Linked DNA regions of Mus musculus: region 2 is linked to region 1. Evidence: chromatin contacts called from public HiChIP or PLAC-seq data. All regions are on one chromosome and are shown on one strand. The core of a region is the stretch at or near the end of the contact, and the rest is flanking DNA. Distances in the headings are between cores, read along the strand shown.

Region 1 (7,628 bases), core at 1,894-4,393:
ATACAAGGACTTCAAGAGTTGAAGTGATGCATATGTGTATTTTAAAATCTACTTTTACTTGTGCTGGGGATTGAAACCAGGGCATTGTGTATGCACCAGGCATGCACTCCGCCACTGAACTATAGCCAACCCCCACCCCTGAGTTAGAACTTGTAAGATGTATTCATTTACTCTCTAAGGCAGCCAGATTGCAGAGTCTTCTTCAATGGCTTTCTCCGTACGTTACCCTTAGAGTGTTACAGTTCCATGTAGAAAAGACTTGTATTTATTTCATCATATTATTCAGTCTCCTGGTTTTCTGTCTACTTTAGGAATTTGAAGTCATTGCCCAGATAAAGCTCCTACAGTCTGCTTGCAACAGCTACTGCATGGGCCCAGACCAGAAGTTTATCCAGTGGTTCCAGAGGCAGCAGCTTCTATCAGAGGAGGAAAGGTAGGCTGACCTGTCTGTCTTCTGTCAGGGGTATGGTGGTCCTGGCAAGAGGCATGTACCTTGCCGGGTTATCTGCTAGACAGCTCTTGAGTAGCTGCTGTAAGGTTCTGGTCCTTGCTTTTCAGAGGGAAGCTGATTGCAGAACTAGAGGGTGGGTTTTAGGTCTTGTCCTATCACTTACCATTGAAGCCTAGAAGGAGTCTTTTATTCCTCCCCGTCTGCAGGACGCCTATTTGTAAAATGCTTGCTTTAAAGTGTGAAGTCATATTCTGGAAAGCCCTATTAGAATAGTAGCCATGCTCCTCCTCATCACTGCCCCTGCCATTGTCCCAGAGTCCATGGTGTGAGCCTTCAGGGAGAGAGGAGTGGAGATGGGGTGGAGGAAGAGGAAAAAAGAGATCTCATGAAAGATGAAATAGGAGAGCAAAGTGCTGTGGACCTGTGGGCAGGAACAGATCACTGGCCAGGAAGTGGTGGGGCATGGGGAAGATTGACAGCTACTACCAAGTAGGCTGGGCTGTGAAGGGAGATTTCACTAGAAGAGCTGGAGAACATTCCAGACAGAGTAAGATAAGAACATGAGTGAAGGCCTGGGGTCCTGACAGTCTGGGTGTTTGGAGGCCAGTGATGCCTTTGGGGTGGGTGAGGCCCAGGATGCAGCTTTCAAAACATTGGCTGACATACAAAGAAAGGCACACTGATTCTAGTGTTGTGAGTACTGGCCCAGTGGCTTCCGACCTTTCCTCTTCCTCTGGTGGTTGTCAGATTAGTCTGTAGGCCATATGTGGCCTGCCCTCTGTTTTCACATTTTTAAGTGGCAGAAGGAAAAAAAAAATAAAAGAATGTGGCATGAAAAGTAGTCGTTTGAAATTCAAATTTCAGGATTCATAAATAACGCTTTAATGGAATGTAGCCTGCTCATTTGCATCTTTGGTTGCTCTGGTGCATTAAAGATAGACCATATGGCCCACAGCCTAAAATACTTACTCTCTGGTCTGATTCAGAGAAAGTTTGCTGATCCCTGAGGTAGACCTGAGCTTTTCTCTGAAGAGTGGAATGAACAGCAAATAAGTATTTGTGAGAGTTGGGGCTTTGAGGGGCAGTAGAGTCCCAACAGGTCGGCCTGGCTGCTCCCTAGCTTTGAAGTGCAGGAATGATGGGCGTCATGGCCCTTCTTCCAATTCACCCTGGACCTGTGCTAGCTACAGACCCAGGCTTTCCCAAGAAACACTCCAAAGCAGAAACTCCCCTTGTGCATGTATCTGTTAGCATTTGCCTGGCACATCAATATGTGAAGCAGAAGCATTTATAGTTGAGGCAGCTTTTGGCCATTAAAGATAATGTCGGTAGTTACATTTATATATTTTTATAACTAATATAATTCATATGTCTATTCACCAAAGGTTAGATATTTTACAAAAATACCCTCTTTCATTTTTCTAACATGTTAGAAAACAACATAATGTGTACCTAGACACAGTCACAGTCACAGGAGGAAGCAGAAAGGAAGGGCAGGGTGATTCACAGAGGGAGGGTGATCCTTCCCCACCCTCCCCTCCCCCCACCCCCAGCCTTGGGGTTAGATGAGGATGATCAAGGGCAGGCTGCTGTCAGCTTCAGCTCTTGCCAGTGCCACACGTCCTGGAGTTGAAGCCTGCAGAACTGGACAGGCTCTATCCATCTGTCTCTGAAAGGGGTAGGGGAGGAGGAAGAGGCGTGCAGTGGAAAGTTATCAGCCGTGGCCGTCAGCAAGCTCCCGCCGAGGCTCGTGCCACGACACCACAGTCCACAGCTTTCCTTTGGCTGTGCAGAACCTTCCTCTGAATCCGGCATTCCACTAAATCACATGGGTTGGGAATCTGATCTTCTGTACTTAAAGATTGACCTCAAACCTCCCCTGTCTTTCTCAGCTACGCCCTCTCGTGTGAGATTGAAGCCGCTGCCGACGCCAACACCACTTCCCCTAAGCCTCGGAAAAGCATGGTGAAGAGGCTGAGCCTGTGAGTCCCCTGTCAGGGGTCCTGTCAGAGAGGGGAGAGGACCGTGCATTCAGTAGCTCTGAATGCTCACTTGAAGGGTGCATTTTCTGTCCTGAACACAAACAACTCATTAGATCCATCCGTTCCTGTCCTGGACACGCCAGCAACGGTTCTGCAGTCATCTTACATAGCCTAGTGATCCTTTGAACAGTAGATTATGTCACTTTTTAAAACTCCCAATGGTTTTATTTTGAAATAAAGTCTCAACTCTAGGTCCTAGTTTACAAGGCCTTATGGGGTCTACTCCCAACCTTCCCTCGCTTACAACAGTTCACCAAGATTCACCACACCAGCCTTCTAGCCAACCTTAAACACAGCAGGCTGTTGCCTGCTCAGGGCCTTCACACTAGCCCTTCCTGTGGCTAGCAGTGGTCTTTTTTCCTAGCCAGCTTCAGATGTTAGCATGAATGTTTTCTCCTAAGAGATCTTCCCGACGGTGAGGTCTCCTCTGGTTATTCTCATTCCTATCGGATGCTTCTCACAGTCTAGAGGAAGCAGTGTTATAATAGAAGCATTCACTGCTCATCATGTGTAGCAGACGAGGAGGCCTTCTGTGGTCAACTTTGAAAGACCTCACTCCATTTGGATAACATCCAGAGGCCTTAGACCATCTATAGGACCCCACTGCCCGGAAGCATTAGTACCACCCTGTCGGCCTGGCTCCACCTCTCTGTCCCCTCTTTCTGGTTCACTCCACACTTTGTACTTCAGCTACCTCAAGACCTCCCCACACACCAGGCAGTCGTTTTTAGTTGCTTTTGTTCTACTAACTTTTCTCCCAAAGAGCCACCTGGCTCACTTTCTCACTTCCTTTGGGTGTTTGTAGAAATGTCATCTTGACAAGCGTGTTGGACACTGTAGCCCTTCATCATATCTGTCCTTGACACCCTCCCTTGATTGTCTTCTGTCTTAATTTTTTTTCCATCGCATTATCTTCTTCCGCCATACTGTATACTGTATGCGTCTGTATTGAACTTAAAGTCCATGTAGAGAAGCCTCGGTTGTATTTGTCGCTCAGTTCACAGGGTCTAAATGCTGCCCCCACCCCCAGTAAGTGATTAGTGAGTATGTTTAGAATAGATAAATTGAGCTGAGAGCTAGGACTGTTATAAGAACAATGCATATGTTTATAAAATCTACAACATGATCTAGGAACCAGTTTCTATAATTAGCTCCAATCACAGAGCCCAGGAAACCAAAGTATGGAGAAGGTGGTTCAAGCGCTTCTAATAGAGGACCAGAAAGCATATTCAGATTCAGCTCAGAGTTAAGCTTACAGAAGTTTTACTGTACAGTAAAATTACATTCTGAAGGAAGAGAGAGATGGAAGGTCTAAGGGAGAGGAGAGAGAACCACAGGAGAGGAAAAGGGGACTAGAAAAGGTACTCATAAGCCGGGCATGGTGGCGCATGCCTTTAATCCCAGCACTCGGGAGGCAGAGGCAGAGGCAGGCGGATTTCTGAGTTCGAGGCCAGCCTGGTCTACAGAGTGAGTTCCAGGACAGCCAGGGCTATACAGAGAAACCCTGTCTCGGGGGAAAAAAAAAAAGGCAATCATGTGATGCAGGCTTTGATTGTATCTGTGTCTGTAGCAGCAGCTTGAGAGGACCTACTCTGCTCCATAAAGCTGACCATTAGAATGTGAGGGACCAAAGACGGCAGGCGTTACTTCTAGGACGCTGCGCTCTCACACAGATCCCGGCACTTACACACCTGAGATTGATCTGGGTGATGTTCCCTGCACTTGCTAGGGGCAAACAGGGCAGTCTTTAGGGACCATTGGCCAGTTCTCCATGGTCAAGTAATTTCCCCCGGCACTTGCCAAGCCCACCCGCAGACTTCTCGGTTGTCGTGAGAGTTTGTGATGTGAGAGTTTGTGATGTGAGAGTGCAGTGCCTCCTGGATCCGTGAGCTGTTATGGCTCAGCAGTTCTGGAATCTTCTCAGGCACTGCATCTGTCTGGTCCCTTTGCCAGGCTCAGTGTCTCCTGGCTCTGCTCTTACATGTGCACAGGGCTTTCTGTGTTTTCATTATACCCCTAACCTCTGTTCCCATAGCTTCATGTCCATCAGGACCATCATGCATAGACACATTATTTCTTCTGTATTAATTCAGGCCAGGCCAGGCAGACGTCCCTGTTGTCTCCTGTGTCTGTGGGAAGATACTTTTCTAACCTGTCTCCTTACTGCGGGTAAAGCCCTTTGAGTGCCTGGCTTTATATAGATTAGGTTCTCTCAACCTTACTTTAGTAAGCAGAACCGTCATTTCACAGTGCTGTGTATGTGTTAACTTCATACACATGAATCAGTTCATACTGAAAGCATATATGGAAATATCAATGGAACCCCATTATTACGTATAATTAAATTGTGCTAGTGGTTTTTTTTTTTTTTTAACAATGACTGTTTTGCCAACATTCATTCCTTCTGTTTCCCAACCAGAGCATCTGCAGAAATAGCTCATCAACTTCCGACTTTCAGTTCCCTTTTCTGTAAGGCCTGGCCCACAGGGATTTCCCTTACATATACCAGCTCAGCTCAAAGGGGGTTATAATACTTCCTACCTAGTTATTTTATGGAGAAGGGTTTGGGTTATGTTAGTTTGCCAGATGGCTCAAAGCAGAAGTGTTCTTCCTTGGCTTCTTATTCGGAACACACCCACCTTTTCCAGCTTCACAAAGTTTAAAGTTCATTTTAGGCTAAGAATCAATAAGGGGTGGGGTGCTGTCCATGTAAAAGATGGAGGACCAATGACTTAGACTCTGACCGCATTAGTTAAACAGCCTATGTGTTATTTGAAGCTGGACATAATCAACTGGGACGTATAATTAAATTGACTATCTAGTCAATACTGTTTGTTAGAATATTATAGTATTTTCTAAAGCAATATTTACAATAGAGCATACATGATTGAAAAACATTAAGGGGTTTAATCAGCACACATTATTCAGTCAGTCATGGGTTCTAGGTTTGTAACAGCTCAGATGTGTGGCATTCTGTCTCCTGCAGGCTATTTCTGGGGTCTGACATCATCCCCGGGAGCACTCCCACCAAAGAGCAGCCCAAGTCCGCAGCCAGTGGGAGCTCTGGGGAGAGTATGGACTCAGTCAGTGTGTCGTCCTGTGAATCAAACCACTCCGAGGCTGAGGAGGGCCCCGTCACACCCATGGACACACCAGATGAGCCCCAAAAGAAGGTACACACTAAGCTTTCCCATAATTCTCCTGTTGCAGCTCCCAGCGTGCTGCTTGCCACGTGAAGAGTGTCTGTGTCCAAGTTTTTCAGTACATCAGAAACAGAGTTCCTTCTGGGAGCACATTCCTCAGAGAAAAAGGATACAAAGTACTAAGGAGGTTGCGCTTTCATTTGTCCCTGCAAACATTTCTATGCCCATATCTAAGTGCACTGAAGGATTGTGGCCCATAAAATAAATATACTCTATTCAAGAGATGCAGGATCGCCTGAGTAGGAACAAAACCCGAGAAATGGATGCATGCCAGCCTTTTGGTGCCATGCGCTCTTACCCACACCTGTCCCATGGCAGGTCACACAGGAAAGTACTCTAAAACTCAGTGACGTAGAACAACCTCCATGTTTCTTGGGGACTGGCTACTTTGGGCCCTACACCACAGTTTTAACCCAAGCCTGTTTCCGTTATCTGTCATTTATTTTTCTGGAGTAATTGACTTTCCAAAACATCCTCTTAGCATGCTGAAACATATGAAGAAGAGGGGAAGAAGCCCAGCCCTGTAAGATACACACAGGGAGAGCCCTTTCTTGGCCATACCTATCAACATTCCATTGCTTAAAGCAGTCATGTGGTCCAATCCAACATAAATAACTGAATCAGGGAGATACGATCTAGCTTCAATGGGAGGAACCATGAAACAATTCACAGGGCAGAGGGCGCAGTTTGCAGCAGGGTGAGGATTTGATAATGGTGATACAGTGAACCACAGCGGAAATAGCAAGCTGTACGCACGGATACTGGAATCCTCATCCAGTCCCTTTCTCATGGCTGCACAAATAAGTAAGAGAAAATATCTCCTTCAGTCCCCTTACTGGTCAAGGAGCTTGGCTCAGAGATCAGCTCTGCCATGACAGCAATCCACAGCATCTTGGGGAGAGTTTTGGCCACCTTGTTCTGTCATTTCTTCTGGCCTCTTGGTTTGGGTTCACACCAGTGAGAGAGAGTACAGGTGACAGGCTCTGTCTTCTGCCTTGTAGGGGGCACTGGTGTTGCTTTGCATGATGTCCTTAGCAGTCACACCAGTCTGAGACCCTTCAAGTGTCCCCAAATCATAATTATATGCCCCAGTACAGGGGAACGCCAGGGCCAAGAAGTGGGAGTGGGTGGGTAGGGGAGCAGGGGGGTGGGGTTTAGGGGACTTTCGGGATAGCATTTGAAATGTAAATGAAGAAAATAGCTAATAAAAAAAAGAGAAAAAAGAAAGGTATTTTAGGACTCAGCAGCTAGAGGTGACCCAACCACTCTCAAATTCCTCAGACAGCTAACATCTGACTATTGTCTCAAAAGTCATGTGTCCTAAACCCAGTATGTTGTCATTCCCCATGCCTTGGCATCAGCTGGATCCAGAGGAGATAGCTCAGTGACAACGCACTTGCCACGCAAATATAAGTCCCTGAGTTGAGATTCCTCCAAAGTACAAAAAGCCAGGCGTGTATGTCCACCTGGAGTCCCAGAGCCACTGCCGTAAGGGGAGGCAGAGACAGGCGCTCCCCGCAAGGCTCCTTCTCCCTTCTTCCTTCTTCCACGCCTCTCTCTTGCTCGCCCTCGTGAGGTTGTTCTCTTTAGAAGTAAAGTGTAATATGCATTCCTCCTTCTTCGTGCGCCTGATCATCACTTATAAACAGTTACCTTTATGCTTGTTCCACACCACTTATATCCTTGTGAGGATAGTCTCTATAACTCGTGTGAGCTCACCATCCTAACGCATTACCCCCTCAACTATAAGTGTTATTAGCATCACGGAAAGCCCAAGGGAAATAGGACGGTGAAAGTGAAAACATTCAAGCAGCATTTGGAGAACTGACCTTCCTGGCTAATAGACTTGCAGGCAAGATAACGCTGTTAAAATTATCCACCCTGAGTAAGTGCTCAAGCTGAGTCACATGGGCACAGAAGGAGAATTCCAAA
Region 2 (7,628 bases), core at 1,919-4,418, 840 kb before region 1:
TTGAGCTCAAGCATCAGGGCAATCTTCCCAGTTTGCTACACAGCAAATTTCCTTCAGAAGTTGGTAGATTATTTAAAGAGATGTAAGCAAGGTATGGTGGTAATTCCAGCACCCAGGAGGTGGAGGCAGGAGGATTAGGAATTTGAGGCCAGTCTCAGCTACATGAGACCAAAAAGCCAGAATGTTACAGGTGTGAGACGGTTACTATGTTAGTCAGTTGTCCTTGTAACAAATACGTGAGATCACTAGTCTACAAAGATAGGTTTATTTTAGCTACTTGTAAGTAATCGGTCTGCATGTTGTATATACCACAGGACATCTATGCTATTTCTGGGAAATCTCTGGTCTTACGAGGTCTGCTTCTTCGACATAAACGTCTCCAACATAAAAAGCCACAGTTCCCTGAGGTCCTTGGCAGCCAAAGACGCAGACATGTGAGGCCTTGTTTCAGGAGGCACCTTCGGAAGGAAGTCCTCTCTGTTGAAGACATCTGTGCTGCAAACATGGAAGAAACAGAGAAGACAAGATGGAATCCTCAGACTGAGTCCTTATCTGGGAATCAGCTCTGAGGCTAGCAGGCAGCAAGGATGCGGCTAAGTCACCTAGCTGCTAGGCAACAGAGCAGAGGTTCCTCCTCAGGCCAGCATTATGGTTTTCAGTGTTGTCCAGTGTGACCTGAAGTCAGTCCTTACAGTAACTGTGTGAGACTTCCTGCATTCTGCTTGGTCTCTTATGGTTTATTGAGCCATGATTGCCAGCTATGAGTATCCGTCTAACAATTTGAATAAACTGCTTAAATGAGGGTCAGTTCTATGGAGAGAATTACAGCCACAGAGTAAAATGGCATTTTTCTTTGAGATGTTTCATTGCATCTTTTATTATTGTCATTGGGAGACATTTGCCAGCTTCTCTTACTTCGTTTGTATTTCTTGGGTACGCTATATTATTTTTTTTTATTTTTATTTTTTAGAGGATGGAATGAGGGTGGTCAATATAGGTGAGGTAGCCCAGGCTGGTCTTGAATTTTCTATATAGTTGAAGGTGATCTTGAGCCCCTGTCCCTGCCTCCTGAGTTCTGAGGCTGCAGGCATGTGTCACCACTGCTAGTTTTTTAAAAATTCAGTAATGGGGGGGGGGGTCAAGCCTAGAGCTTTGCATGTGCCTGTAAAGTGTCCTACCAACTAAGGTAAATCCCCAGCCCATTATAAATAAATAAATAAATAAATAAATAAATAAATAAATAGATAGATAGATAGATAAATAGATAAATAAATAAATAAATAAATGTATGTATGTATGTATGTTATCATACTGGATATTAGGGGCACATACTTGTAATCTCAAAACTTAGGTTGAGGCAGGGGGATCACTGCAGTTTCAAGGCTAGCCTGGTCTACTCTAGAGAGTAGACACTGTCTCAAAAAAAATATATCATAAAAATGGTTAAACTCAACATTGAAGTGAATTTGCTTTTAAGGGCTCCCCACCCATACCTCAGTCCTTGGAGACTATTCGGGCCCTTGTCACTATGACGTAATCTCAGAAGAGTATTGGGGTAAAGGCTGTCTCTCTATCAGTGTTAGAATCCTAGGCATTCAACAGACGTGTTTTGCTTATCACTAAAAGAGAAACAGAAGATTCCGAGACACTCAGAGCAATTCAGGCCTTTTATTAAAAATTGACAGACCCAGCAAAGCAGCAGGAATCCTCCTCCAATATCTAACTGATAGCAGATTGAATCAGAGATGACACAAGCCAGGACTGGGCTGGTTTATGGTCTCTGTTTAATTTGCAACACAAGGGATTTTAAACAGTGAGTGGGTTTGTCTAAGAATCTTGCTTACGAATGGACTGGGTTGAATTCAGGACCCAATAAGATAGGATAGGATTATTTTAGATAAATTTAATCAGGCTTTTTACAAATTCAAACCCCACCCACATTCCCGCTCAGTGTGATACCTCTGTGAACAAAAGCTCGAAGTGGAGTGAACGCTTTTCGCTTTTTGCTTTTGGGAGATTCCTTCTCACAAGTAAACACAATGGGACAGTGAGGGGAGCAGTGGTGTTCACAGGTGTGGGCTAGAGTCTCCCTCAGCTGACTTACCATCAACCCTTTGAATTTAAAGCTGGGGGTGGAGAGGGGTGGGGTCTCCGTTTGGAGGAAGAAACAAATATTACTTCTCTCATTTTAGAGTGTCTTTTGGATTTTAAGGGCTCCCTGGCTTCGGAGCACACTGAGGTCAGACAAACTTGTTCTGCCTTCACTGCAGTTACAGTAACTAATGGGGTGGGGTGTTTGAAAGAAAGAATAGAATCACAGCCGTCCAGCTGTGAAAATACAAGATCAGTTAAATCCTGCTCCAACAGCTGTGATTGAGTTGCTTGCTTCCTCCCCTCCCCTCCCCTCCCCTCCCCTCCCCTCCCCTCCCCTCCCCTCCCCTCCCCTCCCCTCCCCTCCCCTCCCCTCCCCTCCCCTCTTCTTTCTTTCTTTCTTTCTTTCTTTCTTTCTTTCTTTCTTTCTTTCTTTCTTTCTTTCTTTCTTTCTTTCTTTCTTTCTTTCTTTCTTCCTTCCTTCCTTCCTTCCTTCCTTCCTTCCTTCCTTCCTTCCTTTCTTTCTTTCTTTCTTTCTTTCTTTCTTTCTTTCTCTCTCTTTCACAAGTAGGTCAGGTTGGCCTCTAACTTGTTTAACTTCTGGAAGTCAGCATTTACAGACCACAGGAGGCCTCCCTTTAGGTTTTACAAATTATTTCAGTTCTTCATTTTTCAAAAGCTTAAAGTGATATCAACTTATGAATGTTCTTGGTTTTTAAATTGTGAATTCATAATAATTTCATGAGAATTGCTTACATTTTTCAATATACAACCATATACATACATATATACATACACACATACATATATATGTATATGTATATATGTATGTATGTGTGTGTGTATATATATGTGTGTGTGTGTGTGCGTATACACATATTAAAAACATTCCCAAGGAAAACTGTGGGGTTTTGGTTGGTTGGTTGCTGTTGTTGTTTTGTTTTGTTTTGTTTTTAACTTCAGAAATATTTTACTTAAGTCTGTTTGTTAAAATTTTGCCCAACAGTAGGAACTGAAACCTTCTAACAGTTGCTGTAGATTACTGATGATAACTACCCCAAGGTCATGCCTCCTGGCTTCTTAATGGCCGGGTTCAGCAATATCGTTTGCTGGCAAAGGAATCATTCATTCACAAAACTGGACCCACCCAACCAGAGACCCTTGGTGGAAGTTCAGTTAGATTCTAAACCAAGAAAAATAGTTGCCTCTTTTCCTCACTGAACTTTGATCAGTACTGTGTGCTGTGTGGCCAAGCTAGAAAGTAGATGGAATTTCAAACAAGGCTTTAATGGTACCTTGGGAGCTTCCACCGGACGTCCTTCAACCAAGGAGAAGCATACCAAGATGGGATGCATCACACAGAAAATAGGATTTATTAAAGGAAATCAACCCCATTACCATAGTAGGCATACCCTCAGGGCTGACCCATATTTTATAAATGATGTAAATTACTCACTTTGACATATCTGTAATATGATGTGGCTCAAATTCTTTTCTATCAGGCTTGTTTGTTTTATGAGAAAGGGGTTTTCTCTGCAGCCCAAGGTGGGTTCAACTCACAGCCTCAGCTTCTCTATTGCTGGGCTTACAGGAGTCAGCCCTACTCTAGTAACTTCCTGAGTTTGCCAGATGCTAGGATACAAAGATTAGTAAGAGGCTGCTCCCAGACAGAGGCAGACAGACAGTGAATCCATTTTTAAGAAATGTTTAAGCGCTGGTAAGATGGCTCAGAAGGTAAAGGCACTTACTGCCAAGCCTGAATGCCTGCGTTTGATCCACAGGACATACATAGCGCAAAGAGAGAACTGGTTTCCACGGGTCATCCTCTCACCTCCATAGATGCATGCATATGCATACACATACACCCAATAAATACATTAAAACATAATAAGGTATAATTAATAAATTTCACTTAGAGCCTAATCCTAGCAATTTATAATCTGAGACCAGACAATCAACGAAGCTTGCGAGTTCAAGACCAGCCTGAGCAAGACAGGAAGACCCTGTCTCAAACACTGGAGTAAAGTACAATGTTTAAGATGTGGTTTTTATTCGAAGGAGGTAGAAAACAGCAGAGGGGAACTAATTAGACAGGAGAAAAATTCTTTACGGGTTAGGAACTTTTAACTTGAGATCTATTCAAAACCTGATCAGAGGACCATGGTAGCCAGCATATATCCTACAAGGCAGAAGTGTGTGGTGTCTAAGAACAGGCAGAAGCCAGTGTGACTGCAGTCTCTGAGCCAAAGGAGGCTGCAACTGTGTGCAAACCATCTAGGGCAGTGAGTGGTTCTAGACCTGGGGGTCATGACCCCGAGTGTTGGGGGTGTCAAGCAAGCCTTTCACAGGGGCTGCCCCAGGCCATCCTGCATATCAGATATCTACATTCCAGTTCACGACAACAGGAGGTTACTGTTATTAAGTAGTCATGAAATAATTTTACAGTTGGCGGGGGTCACCAACCATAAAGCAATGTGAGGAACTGTAGTAGAGAGTCGCAGCACTAGGAAGGTTGAGAACCACTGACTTAGGCATCTCTTCCCAGCACTGTTTAACTACGGCACCCAGTAGCACTGTATTTTATCTCTTAGGCTCTCTGGATAACAAAATGCAGTTCAAGGCCATCTTCAACCAGTTAGTGGGTTCGAAGCTAGCCCAGGCGACCAGAGACCCTGTCTTAAACAAGGGCATTGTCCTGACATTGACTTCTTCCATGAGACACACCAAGCTCCCACTTGTTACAAAGCTGCTCATGTTTTCTTCCTCTGCTTCCCCCTCCGTTGAATTCCGCTTCTGCCTTATATTTCATAATTTGAATTATTATAGGGTTAAAGTGGGTCTTGATAGGTAACTGGGCAAATAAAGAAAGCTTTGTTTTTACTGTGAAATCAGAACACATTATTTAAAAAAAAAAAAAAAAGAAAGGAATTAAGTTGAGGAAGGAGAAAAGGCCATACAGTGTGGTACTGTAGGCCATCTTTAATAGCCATTGTCACTTTAGGTCTGCAGGAGAGAATTAACAAGGCAGTTTTCATGGGGTACACCTTGCCCTTGAACAGACTAAGCATTTGTGTGACAACTTGAAGTGGGCAGGGAATTTGTGCCAGGCCAGACACACACTTGCCCTGTTGTACCTGGCATGTCTATGCAAGGACTTAGCTTCCACTCACAAGCTCATCAGACACTGGAGAAGCTTGGGGGAAGGGAAACACCACTGTGAATCACTCAAATAAGCTATCTGTTCTTTTTCTGTTTTCCTTTTGGACAGGATCTCACTATACAGCCCTGGTCAGCTTCAAAGTCACCATGGGGGCGTCTTTCTCTCTGAATCCGAAAGGCCTGCATGACTTGTTCGTTCTAATGGAGCATCTCCCAGACTTACAGCTACACCATTTAGAAAGATTTCTAAACAAACCTGTAACCAGTCTAGCCTAGAACTCACAAAATACCCCATGCTGGCTTCTTTTCTCAACTGAGGTTATAGACCAGAGTGCTACCATGTCGAGCTTGGACCATTTTTAAGTACAGTTCACTGACATTAGGTATAATACATATACACACCTTTAGGGTTTTTTGTTTATCCTTTTCTTTATTTTTTGAAACAGGTCTCACGATGTACCCCAGGATGGCCCAGAATATGAAACTCCTGATCCTTCTGTCCCATGTTCCTGAGTACTGAGACCGCAGGCATAGGCCACCCCATGTGGCAGTTCACATACTTTTGAAGGTAGTTCTCACTGGAGATAGTTAGTGGACTGAGGTTTCCAACATTTAGATCTCATTCTGTTATTTTATGGCTTCTATTGCTTCTGTTGTGCGTCAGTCATGGTAAGGCTTTACTGGTGCTGCCTGGACTTGTTTGATTTCCTCTCCTCCTCCTTTTTTTATTTTCTATTTAGTCCTGAACTGCCCCAGAACATATATACATATAGACCAGGCTGGCTTTGAACTCTCAGAAATCTGTCTGCATCAGCCTCCAGTGTGCTGGAATTAAAGACATTTGCTACTATGCTTGGCTTGATTTTAAGGTGTTTTTTTGTTTGTTTGTTTGTTTGTTTTTTGTTTTTTATTTTTGTTTTTGTATCTGTTCCATCAATGGTTGACAGTACTTCTTGAATCTGTATCTGAATTTTTTTCCCCAACAGTATGGAAAACTCCTTACATTCTCTCTCTCTCTCTCTCTCTCTCTCTCTCTCTCTCTCTCTCTCTCTCTCTCTCTCTCTCTTCCTCTCTCTCTCTCTCTCCCTTCTTCTTTGTTTATAAATACAGTTTCACATGGTAGCCCTGGCTGGTCTTGAGCTCACAGCAACCCTCCTGGTAATGCCTCTCTGGTACTGGTATTATAGCTGTAAGCTACATCCTCCTTTCTCTCTGGTTATGATACACTGTACTTCACTGCTAACTGCTTAGGTTCATGTCAATGGGGGCCACTGGTAAATGACAAGAGGGCAGGAAAGAGGTGGAAAGGATTTCTCACTTTCTGGATCAGTTTGAGATGATACCTGCAGCCATCACTGCCTTATCTGCTGCTGTGTCTCCTACAGGCTGTCTCTCTCCTGTGGGGTGCAACCCAGCTGAAGTAGCGGGTCCCAGCTGTGCTCGGCATCTGTACTCTAGAAACTCCATCATCTCCATCATCCTGGCCAGGCCAATGCCTGTGTTGTCACTATCCCCAGGGATGGAAAGGTTGCTCAGTTTCCCTGTCATTCAGAGAACCTCTTGGTTGTTGTTGTTGTTGTTGTTGTTTGTTTGTTTTTGTTTTTGTTTTTCGAGACAGGGTTTCTCTGTGTAGCTCTGGCTGTCCTGGAACTCACTTTGTAGACCAGGCTGGCCTCGAACTCTGAAATCTGTCTGCCTCTGCCTCCTGAGTGCTGGGATTAAAGGCGGCAGAAGCCACAAAATTCCTTTGTAAGTCTTCTGAACTGAGCCTGTTGTTAGGTACTTACCATGGGAGCTTCCTCGCCAAGATAGAGTTACAATGTTGCCTAATATTGACAGGAGCTCTTAAGTGTGTGTGCTCTCCCATGACCTATGTCTCTGTCCCTTTCAACATAGGGGCTCCTAAAGCTCAGGCTGGCCCCTAACTTACTACATAGCCAAGGATAACCTTGAACTTCTGGTCTTCCTACCTACATCCTCTGATTTCTGGGGTTACAGCATGTGTTCCTCCTGCCCACCCCTCTGAGTGCTGGGATTACAGTATGTGTTCCTCCTGCCCACCCCTCTGATTGCTGGGGTTACAGCATGTGTTCCTCCTGCCCACCCCTCTGAGTGCTGAGGTTACAGCATGGCCTGTGTACCACCATGCGTGTTTGGAAAGTACTCGCCCCACCGAGCTAACATCCCCAGCCCTGAGTGTTCATTTTGACCCCTGAGTTTGGTGTGGATTGATTTCATTCCTACTGTAAACCGTGGAAGTCTCAAGTCAGTGCTTGCCAAGGAAATAAGTACACTGGTGGGTAGGGGAAGGAAATGTCATTGTTAAACGTCTACGACACGTATTTAACACAATGGAAATGCTTAAAAAAGAAAACCTT

Evidence for each region. HiChIP or PLAC-seq counts read pairs in DNA pulled down with a chosen protein or histone mark.
Region 2: an H3K27ac HiChIP or PLAC-seq map of embryonic stem cells shows a contact between it and region 1, with 7 times the contacts expected there. The contact joins two enhancer-like sites. A contact is called at or near these places in 2 of 484 Hi-C or Micro-C datasets (cerebellar granule neurons and cerebellum), 4 of 115 datasets of contacts at active chromatin or transcription factors (embryonic stem cells and large pre-B cells) and 1 of 9 other capture datasets (embryonic stem cells).

What each region holds. Positions count from the first base shown.
Region 1 is chr1:152,526,311-152,533,938 of GRCm38.p6, reverse strand. It overlaps Rgl1 (ral guanine nucleotide dissociation stimulator,-like 1), which reads left to right. Exons shown (of 18, transcript NM_016846.4): 13 at 312-433; 14 at 2,344-2,433; 15 at 5,480-5,666. Among named protein-coding and RNA genes, the nearest start is that of Gm51749, 9.9 kb to the left of the region's middle. Within about 2 kb of position 3,143, at least 20 of the 459 cell types and tissues checked have an H3K27ac peak or open chromatin away from gene starts, as enhancers often do.
Region 2 is chr1:153,371,086-153,378,713 of GRCm38.p6, reverse strand. It overlaps Gm46246 (a long non-coding RNA gene), which reads left to right. Exons shown (of 2, transcript XR_001779877.1): 2 at 315-857. Among named protein-coding and RNA genes, the nearest start is that of Gm46246, 22 kb to the left of the region's middle. Within about 2 kb of position 3,168, at least 25 of the 459 cell types and tissues checked have an H3K27ac peak or open chromatin away from gene starts, as enhancers often do.